Linked DNA regions of Danio rerio: region 1 is linked to region 2. A link is a contact called in public Hi-C data. All regions are on one chromosome and are shown on one strand. The core of a region is the stretch at or near the end of the contact, and the rest is flanking DNA. Distances in the headings are between cores, read along the strand shown. Region 1 holds the start of mab21l1 (mab-21-like 1). Region 2 holds the start of LOC141377868.

Region 1 (3,430 bases), core at 95-2,594, 150 kb after region 2:
ACGATCTTGATAAAGTTTGAGTTCGCATGTGTGTTTGTTAACATTTTACCGGTAAATAAATTAGACTAAAATATGCCGAGGCAAACGAATAAAAGGAGGTAAATCTGCCAAATATGAACCTGTTTTAAAGGCTCGAGATCATAAATTAAGATCTAAATGTTTTGCATTAAACCACTTGCAGACTGCAGCATTCAATAAGACTTAAAATACATATAGCTAAATTAATGCAATGATACGTTAAAACATGCATATTTTAAATAAAGATAAACCGAAGAACTAAAAGTAGGCTAAACAACACATTAAAACACGTTTTTAATCATTAATTTAAAAATAAAAAAGACGCTTCCACTTTGGTGAAGCTTGAAGGTTTAATTCGTTCAAAACGTATATAATGCTTTTTAAAAATAATTTAGGCTAGAACTGCTAATAACACCAAAAAGCGTTTTTTTAATCGGCTAGGTTTAGGAAATCACCTTAACGCATATTACTTCAAAGGCCTTCGTATTCCTGCTATCGTCAATTAACTTCAGAAAAACTAAACCTATTCATTTTATATTTAATAATAAATAAGACGAGGGCATGATTTGGATAAGTTGAACCCAACTCACCATTTTCTATAGCCTAATAAAGGAAAATATGTTTGAAATGGTTCAAATTAAAGAAAACATCCCTGCATTAACTAACATATTTACACAGCTAAACATTTTAAAGAATATTTTACAAAACACATTATGCAAAGCGGATTTAAATTTACACGCACTGAAGAGAGATATCACCAAATATAAGCAACAGATAATATAAATGTAGTCATATCAAAGAATGTCGCAAAACTATACTGCACAGCCAAAAGATAAATCGGATGAGCAGATCAACGAAAAACATTATGCATTTCAAAGTGCACGCCATTCTACAGACGAAATAAATAAAATAAAAAAAATGTTAAATAACCTGTCTTAAATCTAATCATAATAAATATTCTTAAAACGATAATGAACATGTTAAGTATCAAATAATAGGCATACACAATAAATATTCACAAATATGAAATTCAATAGCCTGCTTTCTGGTTATAAATCAAGCCTTGATAAATTATCAAAATAACCAAATTATCTATAAAGAAGAACAGAAAAGGTCCATGTATCGCGAATAAACCTGTTTCTTCTCCCTCCAAAGTGTAGGTGTGTTTCCAACAGACGGGTTGGTTGTGTATAAAAGCTAAGGATTAATTTGTCGTCAATAAACTGAAGGCAGTGACGACTCGTGCTGTGATTGGACGAGCTCATCTCAAACCCTCCCTTTATAATTTCAGAGGACTGAGTTCGGAGTCTTAAACACACCAACACCGCTTGGACACACACTTAAGAGCACCCTGCACTTTCCAACCCCTATTGAAAACAGAGAAAAGGCACCGCAAGTGGATACAAGAGGTTTGCTGAACTACTGATCCGTGCGTATGGACTTTTAATTGCCGAATTAGACCAAGGGGTTTGATTTTTTTTCTTTTTTGGTCGCATAAGAAAATACAAGCAGATGATTTAACTGCCCGAGTTTGTGCATGTGCTCCACGCACAAATAAAAAAGGCATTATAAAAAATTATAGCCCCCTTTTTTTCTCTAAATAGTCCACATTCTTCTCTAAAATTGGCTCCTGTACAAACAGCCGCGTTGGATCCCTCGGGTTACTGCGAGACTCCGGTGTACAACCCGGATCTCTGTCCAAATATGATCGCCGCCCAGGCCAAGCTGGTGTATCATCTCAATAAATACTACAACGAGAAATGCCAGTCTCGGAAAGCGGCCATCTCCAAGACCATCCGGGAGGTGTGCAAGGTGGTCTCAGATGTCCTAAAAGAGGTGGAGGTCCAGGAGCCCCGCTTTATCAGCTCCTTAAACGAAATGGATAACCGCTTCGAAGGGCTCGAGGTCATCTCTCCAACTGAATTCGAGGTGGTCCTCTATCTGAACCAGATGGGGGTCTTCAACTTCGTGGACGACGGCTCTCTGCCGGGCTGCGCCGTGCTCAAGCTCAGCGACGGGCGGAAGAGAAGTATGTCTCTCTGGGTAGAGTTCATCACGGCTTCGGGATACCTGTCCGCGCGCAAGATCCGCTCCAGGTTCCAGACGCTCGTGGCGCAGGCGGTGGATAAGTGCAGCTATAGGGACGTGGTTAAAATGGTCGCCGACACCAGCGAGGTGAAATTACGCATCAGAGACCGATATGTGGTTCAGATCACTCCTGCGTTCAAGTGCACCGGCATTTGGCCGCGCAGCGCTGCTCACTGGCCGCTGCCGCACATCCCGTGGCCTGGGCCGAACAGAGTGGCAGAAGTCAAAGCCGAGGGTTTCAATCTCTTGTCGAAGGAGTGTTACTCGCTGAACGGGAAGCAGAGCTCGGCGGAGAGCGATGCCTGGGTGTTGCAGTTCGCCGAAGCGGAGAACCGACTGCTCCTAGGAGGCTGCAGGAAGAAATGTCTGTCCCTGCTCAAGACGCTGCGCGACCGTCACCTTGAACTACCGGGACAGCCTCTCAACAACTATCACATGAAAACTCTTGTGTCTTACGAGTGCGAAAAACACCCGCGCGAGTCGGACTGGGACGAAAACTGCCTCGGGGATCGGCTGAACGGGATTTTATTGCAGCTCATTTCGTGCTTGCAGTGTAGGAGATGCCCCCATTATTTTCTGCCAAACCTAGACCTTTTCCAAGGGAAGCCACATTCGGCCCTTGAAAACGCTGCCAAACAGACTTGGCGACTGGCAAGAGAAATTCTAACCAACCCTAAAAGCTTGGAGAAACTCTGAGGTAAAAAATAAACGACATGTTTGTGAATTGGAGGTCTGACTGATCAAAGTTCTGAGGCCTAGACGATGCTAATCAGGATCTCTTCCACAAAATGGTCACTGTTGAAACCAATCTCCGTTGATTTTGTTGTAAAAATATTTTAGAGAGCTCCGTTTAAAAATACTTTACATGACGAGAATTTGTCGTGAGGGAGCAAACTGTATCAACAATCAAAATGAATGGTTACCTGTCAGTATTACTGTTTCTTTCTTTTCTTTTTTCGAGCCCTGCCCGACAACACATTTTACCTAAAAGCTTTCGACACACGAAGACAGAATAACCTGTACATTTTATACTGTAAATAGACACATTTGTAGATTGTGAATCCGGTGGTCTGCAGTTGTGAATGTTGTTCTGTGACACGTAAATAGAAGTATAATTTCACCTGTTTTAACATTCGCCTGGATTATTTCTGAAGAGAGAAAGAAGAAAAAATCATTTAAACCTGCATCAGCGATTTAATCTATTGTCAATGGCAAATTGCAAAAGTTTACATTTTGATGGTACTATTTGTTACGTTCCTAAACATTCCATACGCATACTTGAATTAATTATTTAAAGTAGGCTATATTCGACCGTTTTTGTTTG
Region 2 (3,287 bases), core at 34-2,533:
TGACATACTATGTTTATTTTTTCATGTATCATGTTGTTCTATATAGTAAAACATTCAAAATAAGAACATTATTTTTGAGCAGCGCACCCTCTCACATTCCCTATCCTCAGACACCTGCCCTGCCGCCGCAGTCAAGTCCACTTCCTGACCTCCTTCCCATTAGACACGGGGTTTTTTTCTGGAGACCCACCAGCCAGATCTCCACGGTGCTTATTGATTTCTCTCCCTCTCCAGTGTCAGACAGGCCAGAGCTATAGCACCCCAGAGGCAACCCTACAAGGCAGAGATCGCCATTTTGCGCTCAGTGTGGTGGCCTTATTATTGGGAGGGGGGCCGACAAACACTCAGAAGCGGCTGTGCAGCTGCAGCCATTAGTAGTGTGAGAGAGAGAGTTCGCCATCACTATGTGTTGCAGTGACAGCTGGGGAGGTGTGAGGCGAAAGGAGAGGCCGTGATAGGCTAATTTAGCCCGTCGCCACGGCACCCGACCTCTGACCTGCAGGTGAGGGGGGCTCCGGGGAAACGGCTAGTTGGGTAATGTTGTTCACACATGGCCAAGTGGTAACATGTGGCTGTTTTTTTTTGTTCTAGTACGAGTTACTTTGTTACTATTCCTTTGCAAGCATTCTTTTTCGTATAAGCGTGAGGGTTTAGGTGAAGTTAGGAATAGTATGTTGGTAGGATGGGTCTTGTTTATTCAGTTGATTTGTTTTATTTGCACCGTAAAATTGGAGCATTATTATATAATTTTGTGTATTTTTTGTGTGAGTAATCGGAAGAACCAACTGGATTTTTATAGATTACCATATATTATTGATAGATGGACCCAGTTTTTTAGAGATTCAAAAACTTAATATAAAGACAATATAAAGGCCTATATATCTAGGATGGCTTGAAGGTAAATAATGGGAACATATACAGTTGAAGTCAGAATTATTTTTCCCTAATTTCTGTTTAACGGAGAGCAGATTTTCTTCAACACATTTCTAAACAATAGTTTTAATAAGTCATTTCTAATAACTGATTTGTTTTATCTTTGCCATGATGACAGACAAAAATATTTGACTTGATATTTTTCAAGATGCTTCTATACAGCCTAATGTGACATTTAAAGGGTTAATAAGATAACTGGGCAGGTTAGGGTAATTAGGCAAGCTATTGTATAACGATGGCTTGTTCTGTATCAAAAAATGGCTTAAAGGGGCTAATAAGTTTAACCTTAAAATGGCATTTAAAAAAAATAAAAACTGCTTTTATTATAGCCAAAATAAAACAAATAAGACTTTCTCCAGAAGAAAAAAATATTATCAGGCGTACTTGGAAAATTTCCTTGCTCTGTTAAACATAATTTGGGAAATATTTAAAGAAGAAAAAAAAAATCAAAGGGGGGCTAATAATTCTGACATCAACAGTATTATTTCTCCAAGCATTCGTTTTAGTATAGAACAAGCGTGGCTGTTTGAGCTCGCAGGTGAACTTTTTAGGAATAGTGCATTCAGAAATATGAAAATTGCTGTTTGTTTTATAAAAAGTCCATAGGTTGCTTACATACTGTACAGCCAAGTGGCATACCAGGGTAGTTTTTTGTTGCATTTTAGATTTAATTTAAGGAACAGTACTATCTTAAATGAAAAAAAATTGATTTAAGATTTTTCTTTCTTCCGCTCTTTTGTGACTGTGCATTACAGAGCTAAACCAAGACAAGCTTTTATAGCTTAAAAGGTATATCATTTTGAGTAATTCTTTCAATATAATGTACCAATTCATTGCATGTTTTTCTCTCAATAATAAAATTCATACTTTTAACATGCTGTAAACTAAATTTACAGCAGTGAGTAAACAGATGTGAAAGGTCCTGTGGAAAAAAAAAATTTAGTTCTTAGTTTCAGTTTGTTAGTTTTAAGGATATTTGTTTGCTACTGTGCCTCAAAACAGTGACAATATTCGCTTTTAGAAAATATTGAACTAATATAAACATCTACAGCTTGCAGTTTGTCACTTCTGCCTAAATCGATCAATGAACGTCAGCTCATACTTCAGTTTCTCATCAAATCTTGACCAATAAAATGCTCTCTAGTATATCTGACATGCCACACTCTCTTCAAGACATTTCTCATTTGCTTTTCATTTGATGTGCTTCGAACCAATGAAAACTCAGAGGTGTTTGCCAGATAAAGCTATTTTTTCCAGTACGTTTTTCAGGTAAGCAGTTTTAAGCTCTAGAATTGTTTTTTGATTATTACAGTATTATTTTAGCTAATTATGATTTATATATTAACTAGGGTCACCTGGACCACTTAACTGTAAATACAGATTTTAGACATTCACAATGATATACATTAAGGCCCATGAACTTGCATTAGATAGAAAAATCATGGTATGCTTCATTTTAAAACCTTCATCTTGGAAGGTTTGGAGGTGGTTAAATAATCAGAAAATTTTAATACATAGGAAAAAAAACCATCTGAGGGCATTTTTAACCAACTGGGTTATTATAGATTACTTTATATAACTGATAGCTGGATGCACTTTTTGGAGCATCAAGAACTCATTATAAAGGCCTACAGTATATACTGTATCTAGTATGGCTTAAAGGTAAATAATGGGAAAATATATATCCCCTTTTGGGTTAACTATTCCTAATAAAGCTAATAACTGGTGGGTAACTATAAAGTGCATACACACTAAGGTTATTATAGCTAATGAAAATGAGCGAAAAACGAAAACTAAAATGTAAAATAATTGTCGTTAACTGAGATAAAAATAAAAACGAGAGTTTTTTCAAAAACTAGAACTAACTGAAAGTGTATTGTGTAGAAACAAAACTAACTGGAACTAACTAAAATTATAGCTAAAACCTCCTTTGTTTTCGTATTTGTAAATGTATTTAATACATAATCTTACTGTAAGCCATTTAGAAGTGAAAAATAATCTGTGCTGCAGGTGTTTGTGTTTGACCCTTTCGCACCTCAGAAACTCCTGCTGCCATTGGCCAGATCCCATTTGTGCCCAATAATGGGTTTTATTTCTGTATCGCGATTGCGAACAAATCTTTTTAACCGGATCTTCTAAGTGAACCGGTTGAACTAGCTCACCAAATCGAACTGAATCATTTGAAACGATTTGCGTCTCAAGTAAGCACTTATCCACCAACAACTTACTTTATAACATGCCTAATACAGTACCTCCCTCTGACTCTAAATAATCCAATATATACTCTCATTCAGTTATTAGAACCGATAATTCTGCGCATGCGTGATTCAGTAAACCAAACACAAACAGTACAG

The links. A called contact is a pair of places that touch in the nucleus more often than the background predicts.
Region 1: a contact with region 2 is called in a Hi-C map of an unstated tissue, with 2.2 times the contacts expected there. The contact joins the promoter of mab21l1 here to the promoter of LOC141377868 in region 2. A contact is called at or near these places in 2 of 18 Hi-C or Micro-C datasets (embryo and an unstated tissue) and 1 of 4 datasets of contacts at active chromatin or transcription factors (embryo).

What each region holds. Positions count from the first base shown.
Region 1 is chr15:35,683,980-35,687,409 of GRCz12tu, forward strand. mab21l1 (mab-21-like 1) reads left to right here and starts at 1,345. Exons shown (of 1, transcript NM_152974.2): 1 at 1,345-3,430. The coding sequence starts at 1,723. The coding sequence ends at 2,802. All of the region lies in intron 29 of nbeab (neurobeachin b), which reads right to left.
Region 2 is chr15:35,538,902-35,542,188 of GRCz12tu, forward strand. LOC141377868 reads right to left here and starts at 1,284. Exons shown (of 2, transcript XM_073923854.1): 1 at 1-1,284. The region is part of intron 29 of nbeab (neurobeachin b); the gene reads right to left.